2 separate regions of the Acanthopagrus latus genome follow, and region 1 is linked to region 2. A link is a contact called in public Hi-C data. All regions are on one chromosome and are shown on one strand. The core of a region is the stretch at or near the end of the contact, and the rest is flanking DNA. Distances in the headings are between cores, read along the strand shown.

Region 1 (4,881 bases), core at 1,413-3,912, 130 kb before region 2:
AATCGTGTTGGGTTCACATGAGTCATCAGGTTTTGCAAGAGATTGTGGAGACCGAAACGAACAGAAAATATAGTGGCCTCAGAACTTTGGACCCGCTGTATGAAGAAGCGCCTTTTCAATCCAGTGAGCTTTGCTGGCCAGGCAGCGACACCCATAAAGTTTTCTAGCTTCCATGTTTTCAATGTGCACAGTTCCCCCACAAGTCCCTGCTCTGCCCACAGATTTTACATTTTGATGATGACACAGATCTTTTTAAATCGTCTTGAACAAAGTTTTACAAAAAAAAAAAATCATTTATAGAAGTTGAACTCCTGTCAAATGTTTCACAGTCTTTTATGAAGACACTTAGCCTACTCCTTAGAGAACGACGCGGCCAAACACTTGAACGCAGACAAAACTCTTAAAACTGGAGACCGAGTTTGGTAATAATTATGGAGCCCACTCAATCAGCCCACAAGCTCTTGACATGCCTCTGCAAAAGTTCACTCTGTGCCTTGTTATTCCCCTTTTTCCTTCTTCCCCTCTGACAGGACAAAGCGAGAAGAAAAGCATGAATGAAGTGGCACTTCAGCATCGCCTTACACTGCAGAACTCAGTGGAGGAAGAAGTATTCAGATTAAGTGAGTGAAAGTAGCACTACAATGTAAAACCTTATGTGAAAGTATTACAAGTAAAAGTACTCAATGTAAAAGAAACAGCCTGTGTGAGTGTTTTGTCACATGTTATATTAGTTGATTACTATTATTTACAGGGCCGGGCAGTATATCATTATTATAGAATTATCATGGTAAGAGACTACATATCATCGGTTATATCGTGATTTTACATAGGTGTAGTCCTTTCCTGGTTTTAAAGGCTGTAATACAGTAAAGTGATGCCCCTCCACTTGTTCTAATACTTGTCCCACTTAGCCATTGTACATACGTTACTGATGATTATTTTTCAAAAATGCACACACACTCATGGTTGAGGGAGACCTGCAATCTACATAATATAATCCTCTACACACACTGGTGCAATATACATTTTATCTATTTAATCTTCATCTTGTTTCTTTATTTGTATAACCATTGTTTCTACAGTCCAGTGAAGTAAGTCTGTGACCTGGGCATTCAGATCAACGTGTGCCACAGCCTGCGTGCTTGTTACATCAGTGAGCGTCTTCAGGAGCGTGTGTGTGTGTGTGTGTGTGTGTGTGTGTGTGTGTGTGTGTAACCACCTAGTGTTCCCAGTGCGCCTGAGGCACGCTGTGCCACGACTCCCCTCAGAGCTGCTGCGATATCACAACAAGCTTCATATTATCTAGTTCTGGCCAGTGTGTGAGTGTTTTAATATTTAAAAAGAAATAAATAAATTATCAAAGCGGCGCTTCGGTACCTGGCCAGATCCAAAAACGAGTCCGTGGTCTCCTTGTTGTTGCTGAGGCTCTCCAGTCCCAGGCTGTTGGTGTTCAGGGCTCCTGCGCCCACGCCGGGCTTGATGATGAAGGCGAGGGCCACCCCGATGCACGAAGCGATCAGCGTGGTCACCAGAAAGTAGGTGACGGCGATGCCCCCCAGCTTACCCAGGGAGCGGGTGTCCAGGCTGGCGGCGCCGGACACGAGGCTGCAGACGACCAGCGGCAGGATGATCATCTTCAGCATGCGGAGGAGCATCTCCCCGGGGAAGGCGAAGTAGGTCATCTGCGCCTTGGTCAGGTCCATGTTGCGGACTATCATCCCGAGCCCGACGCCCACCAGCACCCCGGACACCGTCATGATCACCAGGAGGTTCTTCCTCAGGAACTCCAGCAGCTTCTCCCTGCAGCTCCTCCGCGCGCTTTTCTCCAGGATCCGGTCGGTGGAGGCCGAGCTGGGCATGGCGTGCCCGTTGATCTCGCTCTTTTTCTCCATCTTTTTCCTCCGCGGAGCAGCGTGGGGAGGCTGAGTCCGGCTCTCGGCAGCGTGGGGTAGATGCGCACACACACACGTCGGGCGCACGCACTGTGCAGTGAGAGGGCTGGCCCGGCGTTAAGGCTGAGGGGGAGCCAATGGAGAAGGAGCGACGACACAAAAAGCGAGTGGAACATGCGCACAGGAGCCGGCGCTTTATACCCACAGCAAATGATGCAAGAGCAGAGGAGATTGCCAGGGTCTTTGGCAATGTGGCACATTTTCCTCCACAAACATGTGATGATTCGAACAGATTCCCAGGATTATATTCCTCTGGCTCTGTGCCCTCTCTTCTCTTAATACAACAAGCCACGCTACCTCGATGAAATAATACGCAAGAATAATGAGGACCAGCTTTCACCCTGTTTTTTCTCCTCCGCTCTTTTGCAATCTCATTGTGTCAACACAAAAGACCCGTTCTTCTTGCAGAAGTTCCCGTTTCAGTGAAACACACACATCTGGTCTTTTGCTTTTTCCTGCTCCTAAGGGTTGATTCTCTGAATCAACCTCATCGGGTCACATTCATCAAACGCCTCAAACACCCAGTTCAGGTGGGCTTTCTTTCTCAGTTTGATATCGAGATTAAGCTCAATGCTCTCACAAACCTGGGTGAGAACAAAGTATCGTGGTCACCTACTGCTGGTAAGGCTGCCTATATTTTTTCTCCTTATCCGTCAGGTTTGAATCACAGATCCTTTCACTTTGACATTTTATAAGCACCCACGCAGGCGAGGTGACATTTGGCTCTCAGGGAAGTCACCTGTCAGCTCCACAGACCGGGAGGGATGAGGAGAGGGGGAGGGGGAGGGAGGGGTCTGTCAGCACCATGGCCAGCGCTCTGTGCCTTCTAGGGGGCGCTGTTGCTCGCTCTCTTATCCATCTCTGGATTACTTTGAATTGACAGCTGCACCGAGACATTTCATTAAACAACGTATATTTTGGAAATCAGGAAAGTCCTAATAGAGGCTCCTCTATTCTGAAGTGCGGACTAATATACTTGCGTAATGGCCATTAGAATTTTTTCCCCCTCCATTTGCATTCTTGTTGCACCTCTGATGTTTAAGCACGAGGTGGCAGTATGATACAGCTGTCGTATTTACACACAGCCGACAAAGGAAAGCTTAAAGGGTAACTCCACTAATTTCAGTGTGTTTACAGGTCTTGTGGAGCTTTTTATTGTTCCTTCTTGTTAAACATCTTTTTATGTGATTAAGTCGTTTTGTGAAGCACATTGTATCATTTTGTTGCCTCTTTCCATATAAAGTGTGCTTTACAATATTGCTGTATAACATGTTTTATTCTTGTTATCATTATTCTTATTCTTGTTGTTGTTGTAGTAATACTCATATACGCTTAAAAGATTACTTATTTGTTACTTTTCTTTCACTATAAAAGTAACTAACTTAAAAGTGAACTGAAGAGTATATGCTGAAATGCATTTTTTAAATGCTATGAAGAATGATAACTATAATAAAAAGAATAATGATGTAATTACATAAGTAGCGTGGGGTCATGAGAGTTCTCCATTGTAGACAAACACTATTTCTAATGAAAATGTACCTGACCCTGCCAACTCCCTTTCTTACTCTCTGGCTCTGACATTTAGTTACTTTGAGACATACTCATATACAAATGTTACATATTATACCTTGAAACTGCTGCCAATCATGTTGCATTGTGGGCTATGCCGGGGTTTTGGCATCTGACCCTTTGAAAACCATTGTTTAAAACAGCACAATGCTAAATCATTAGAATAGGCCACTCTTTTATGTGATTCATTCCTTACTTCCTTTCCTCACCATTTTCATTAGTGAACTGGCAGCATTATACATTTTTTGGAACTAGTGCAGTGCCTGTAGGAAGTATGTATTCCTATATAAAAGTGGGAGGTTAAGTAGCTTTTTCACGGATTTGTTGTGAAATCCGATATTCCAGGGTATAATTGGCCGTTGTTGACTATTTTTGATTTTTGCCATTATATTTCTCCTTAAAAACTATTTACTTTGTGTCATTATTTTCAGTATAACCTCACATGTGTGACTGTACAGCTAATTTTTTATTCTGACATACTGTATTAACACAATGGACCTAAAATCACACACAAAAAAAGTTACATTTTTTTACTGTGAAAACCACAAATATGTTTAACAAACCATTTTTTATTACTTATAATGCAAATAAAAATTGTTGTTTGCTAAATATGTGCATACATTTAAAATATTTACAAAGTTATATGTAAATATTTACATTTAAATGCAGGCAATGCTCAGGTCTGCCTGAGCTCCTTCCAGCTGAATGAAGAGCTGCATTGCCTGCTCCACATTCAGCAGTCTCCTGATTGTTTTGACTCATTAAACACAAAACCGACTCCATTAAACACACTACATAACACACTAACTACACACTCCAAACAGGCTGTCAAACACAATGCCACAAATCTCTCAACTCACAATATCGCTGACTGTCTCTACACCGACCGCCGTTGCCTGTCAGTCATCCGCCTCCGTCCCTCCCACAACTTCCCGTTCCTCAACAACCAAACTTGCTGCTTGGACACTTTCGTGTCAAAGCCCGTTTTTTTTTTTACCGTTTCTTCCTGCACCAGACACAAAACAAACGTGATGGCAATGTTCGCGAAAAAGCGTGGCAGACATTATTTACCCTAAGTCCGGTTTTGGACCTGCCGGTGCGTCCGTCGACTCGGGAGGTGGGCCGTGTTAGCGGCTAGCAGCTAGCTACACAAACATCCACAGATTCCGATTCCACTTTGTTGTCCTGGCGTATCCGGATCTCCTCAGACCAGAACAGACTCGGTCCGGACTCGTTTAGTTTCATTAATCCACAACAGTCAGTTTAGATGCATAGAACGGACCGGACAGCCGCAAAATACCGGTCCAGCTTGCGCAGCCGCAGGTATAAATCCGCTTGTTTCTTAAGTGTTGTGGAAGTG
Region 2 (4,615 bases), core at 1,129-3,628:
GAAATTCATTTTAAATAAGTATTGTACTGCTCTAAAGTGTAAGTTTGTTCCAGTAGTCCATGTCGTCTTTTGAGCTGAATTTAGGCCCTTTTAAGATTTAAGACCTGCAGATAAGTGAAAAAAATGTTATCTGTGCTACTCAGGTTGGTGATGTCTGACCTGTAACTTTGCCGCTGCTCGGGCTGCTTCCTGTCTCCAGCATGTCACCGCTGTCCAGCAGCGTGGACAGGCCATCTGGAGGGGAGGGGCTTCCTTCTGTCAGGGCATTACATTGGTTGTCCACATGAGGAAAAGCCCCCGTGCTCTTCAGCTCATCAAATCGCCGGGCACACTGTAAGATCCCATCAGTGCCACAGTGTTATTTCTTATCAACAAGGGAGGTCTAATGTTAGTAACCATGAGATGAAAAATGGATGGTACTAGACAGATGAAAAGGTAAGTGGATGGAAGCATTCATAGTTATCCGGCATTCCAGTTACCTCCTTGGGAGTGAATCCTGGAACTAGCTTGGCCACATTGTCCCAGTTTATGGGCTGGGGCACCCCCCATAGAGATCCCAGCACCATGTCCAAAACCAGGACGTTGTTGTCATAGGGAAAGTTGTTGTTGTCCGAGCAGAAGCGGCTCATCTCTAAAGAGGAAGAGGGGTGACAAACAAAAAGGCAGCAAGTCAGGAATGAGTGATTCAATCTGTATGATCATCATATCAAAATAGAGCCTAAATGGTTGGTTGATCAATAGATAATTCATTTAATTTCATTTTCTTTTCTTGAAGCAAGAAAACTGAACACTCTCTTGTCCCCAGCTTCCCAGAATTTTCCGCTTTATTTTGTCTTATGTGATGTAAACTGAATATTTAGGGGCTTTTGATGTGCTTTTTCACCATTTACCTACATCTTATAGCCCCAATGATACATTTATCGATCAATAAAATGATTATCACATAATGAAAAAAATAGTAAGTTGCAAGTATGAAGAAGTTTGAGACCACTCCTCTGTCATGACTACAATAGCAGTTTCACACAAAATCAATGCATCGGTACTGATTGATGAATACTGTGCAGCTCTAGTCATCTAATTACATGGACTTAGTTTCGCCAGTTTCTATAAAGGACAGCCTTACTTCAATACTAATATTAACAACTGGTTAACTTACTCGCATACATCCAAACAAGTAAACAGACATTAATCTAAACTGTATATGAATTGATTTATAGAAAATTTTGTTTGGTAACTGATATCTGTGAAGTGCGTCATGAACTGTAATTTAAACTATGATTTACCAGCCCTAAATCAAGACACGTCGCTACATTCTGAAGGCTTTGCACAGCTTCACTCTCCATTATGTCGGCAGCCAAGGACTCAAACCTTTTAACATAAATGTGTTGATATAGGAGTATTATATAAATTCGTGTTAAGTTATACAACAGAGAAACTTAGTGGTGTCAGTAGTGATGCTAGCGCAGGCCGAGTCCCTCTGTCCTCCCCAGGCTGCAACAACACCGGGTGCTTTTGGGTCAAATGAAATCAACTGGTTCTCCTAATAAACCTTATTCAAAAGAGCAAGAATGGTAAAATATCGTTAACGTACTTATCTGGAGTGAGATATATTCCTCCCGGTCGTCTAGTACAGTAAACTCAGCCGGGTCCAGTCTCATGTCATTGTGGATGGATGATGCTGCTGCTGCTGATGCTGCGCTCTTCTCCTACCTGCAACCATTGCTAATGCTAGCTAACTTTGCGGGACAGGATCCGCTGCCTTCACGTACTCGTCGTAAACTCAGTAAAACAAGCTCCACACGACGTGTCACGACCACCAGTAAAGCAGCCGTACATGTCACTCAGGCGTTGACAGGTGTTGCTGTCGTCTTCAAATTAGGCGTCGTAAGGTCAAGAAACATAAACTGTGAGACATACACAATCATAAACCATTTTTCTCGCTTTTAGCTAAGTTGGCAAATCCTGCAAAGTCTTTTTCAGTACAATGGCAATGCAATCAATTCTCTAAGACATTCATAAAACACCATGATCACGAGGTGCAAATCAACGCGCTGTTTCCAATGACGAGATGAACCTCAAATCTCAACTGCATCGGCAACTTAGTGTTTCCGATAGTCCCTGAAGGTAGCATATGCTTCAGTTGCTAGCAAGTCACCTCGCTTAGTTAGCGACTATTTAGCATAAATATTTGTATGTGGTCTAACCCCAGTTGCTCGGGGGAATTGTTACAAGCGCGCAGCACTGCCGCGATACAAACACGGCGGTCGAGGTTTTAAATACCCAGACATGTAATGGTTTTTCTTTGGGTCCGTCGGTATCTGCGACGCTGATTCGTCCCCGTTGTCGCACTGCAGCAGGTTAGGCGTCCTGTTGCTAAGACACAGCGGCCGTAAATCGCCCGTTTCTACCATAAATCCCCCTCAGACGTCTCAGCAACAAAACATGTGCATGGAGAACAATACTAACAATGAAATTATTATTTCTATGCATACTTTATATTATACAACCAATGACAAAACTACACAAGGGTCATTTTGGTTTTTGAAAAACTTTATTTTCAAAATAATTATATTAAATATTTACAAAATTACTTTCTGTGACTAACTGTTGAAAATGTGCAAAATTAGCCCTGCTTTTCATTACAAATGAATCCAATCCCATTTGCTTCACACAGAAAAATACAGAGGACCAAGCAGCCTGCAAGTGAACCAAGTACAAGGTTACATAATTACATTGTCAAACTAAATACCCTGGCTTTGTCCATATACTGTCAGTATGCAGATGATGTATCAGTGCACCTCATTAGTTTAAATATTGAACTTATTCCTGTTATCAAACAAGCTTGAGATATTACATCTTATATCAGACAAGATCTGAAGAACAGCAGTGTACCTTACACACTGCATAAACAAAACTTTCTTGTACAAGTGCTGACTGAAAAGTGAAATGTGAAGGTAACCTCTTTATCTGAGACAAACTGGCTCTAAACAGAACAGTACAACAATAAACATGTACTGAAACCATTTTGAGCAACAACCCTTTTCAGAACGTCCAGATTGTGTTTGCAGATTTTAATCATTATAGATGAAACAATGCACTACTTTATGAGTGTCAGGGTGTTTCCCCAGATATCTAAAGTCAGCTGATTATTAGTCAAGATTTAAGTTAAATGCTGCAAACAAGTACTGACTTAACACACATAGACATATAGAGATATGCAGATAAGCATCACAAGTCTATCTTCTCAGGGATATTTAGCGCTGTGCTGGAGGGCAAACTGGAGTTGGATGTTCCCACACTGAAGGAAGCTGGTGTTTCTGTGTACACCGACTCAAGCAGCTCCTCTGCGGAGGCTGAATTGGGGGTAAATCCTAGTGCAGGATTTGACTCTGGATGTGCAGCAAGGGCTGTCTGAGAGGCCTGTGTGTCGCCTTGCTGGACCTGAGCGAGCCTCTCCATCTCTGCATGCTTACGGCCTCTCCTCTTGCCAAGGACCTTCACATAGTTGGCTGGGACAAGTCCTGTGGTCTGACCGTCCACGCTGGCCAGCAGCCAGCCTCGCACCCTGGGCTGTTGCTCTAAACAGAGGGGAGAATATAAGGTCACAATCTGAGCTCCTCAACATGGGGGAATGTTCCCAACGATCCTTTAAAAAAAAACAACACTGTTCTGTTGTTCCAAAATATGCCTCCGTTCCCTTTCCATTATTAACAACTTTGTTGATGATATAAACTTTAAAAAAGGCTATTTGACTGCTATCTTAGCAATATAAGCTAAATAATAGGATAACAACAAAAACTCTTCTAAACAGGAATCAGCAATTTTTGCACTTAAGCTACAAACAACATATAACAAAGTTCTGGAAATCCCGTTCTCTTGTCAATTAAAAAAGAAAAAAAAAATTCAAAAAATCAAACAATGAAAAAACAGTTTAAAAGGCTTTTCTGAATTAAATGAGAATTTAATTGTACTCCCACAATGATAATGCTACTAAAACAAGTCTCAAACGTAACTGACTTTATCAGAGTTGTCTCTAATAATTTAAACGATTAAATTCCCATACTTTTTAAACAGTAGTTCAAACTTAGACTAGACACAAAGAAAACAGTTAAGACTCAGCACAATTTAATCCTTAGGTTATACACTGTCCAAAAAAAAAAAAATTACATCACATTGTCAATAGTTAACTGGCGTCTAGACAAGAAGCTCATTTTTTATAAACTGACATTTGAGTGGGAAGACATGACATTACAGTGCAAACTATGGTGATGTGTAAATAAATGTGAATGTTAATAAAATATTATCAAGTTAAACTGACAAGAAAAGGGTAGCAAAGTTTAATCGACTGACTAATCACTCACAGTATTTACGTTAATTCTGGAAATATGGAGGTACCCACACACTGATCTTGACCGTTATCTACTGTAAAACAGGCTAGCTAAAACATCAGCCTTGAATTTGGTGATAAGTCACCTTTGGTTGTGTATGTATAATTTTATATTGTGGTAGTGACAATGCTGGTTGCAACACTGACCATAATGGCTTACTATACCCAGATGTGTTGGACTATTTTTGTATGAGAGAAACATGACAAAATAAACATATGTCCGGCTCT

Evidence for each region. A called contact is a pair of places that touch in the nucleus more often than the background predicts.
Region 1: a Hi-C map of muscle shows a contact between it and region 2, with 2.3 times the contacts expected there. The contact joins the promoter of slc1a4 here to the promoter of kiaa1841 in region 2. A contact is called at or near these places in 2 of 4 Hi-C or Micro-C datasets (both in muscle).

What each region holds. Positions count from the first base shown.
Region 1 is chr15:16,431,452-16,436,332 of fAcaLat1.1, reverse strand. It overlaps slc1a4 (neutral amino acid transporter A), which reads right to left and starts at 2,662. Exons shown (of 8, transcript XM_037124815.1): 1 at 1,378-2,662. The coding sequence starts at 1,892.
Region 2 is chr15:16,297,823-16,302,437 of fAcaLat1.1, reverse strand. kiaa1841 reads right to left here and starts at 2,378. Exons shown (of 22, transcript XM_037124116.1): 1 at 2,254-2,378; 2 at 1,592-1,868; 3 at 480-631; 4 at 160-331. The coding sequence starts at 1,658. pex13 (peroxisome biogenesis factor 13) reads right to left here. Exons shown (of 4, transcript XM_037124120.1): 4 at 2,530-3,578. The coding sequence ends at 3,229. It overlaps LOC119033706 (a long non-coding RNA gene), which reads left to right. Exons shown (of 4, transcript XR_005079352.1): 3 at 1-38; 4 at 144-288.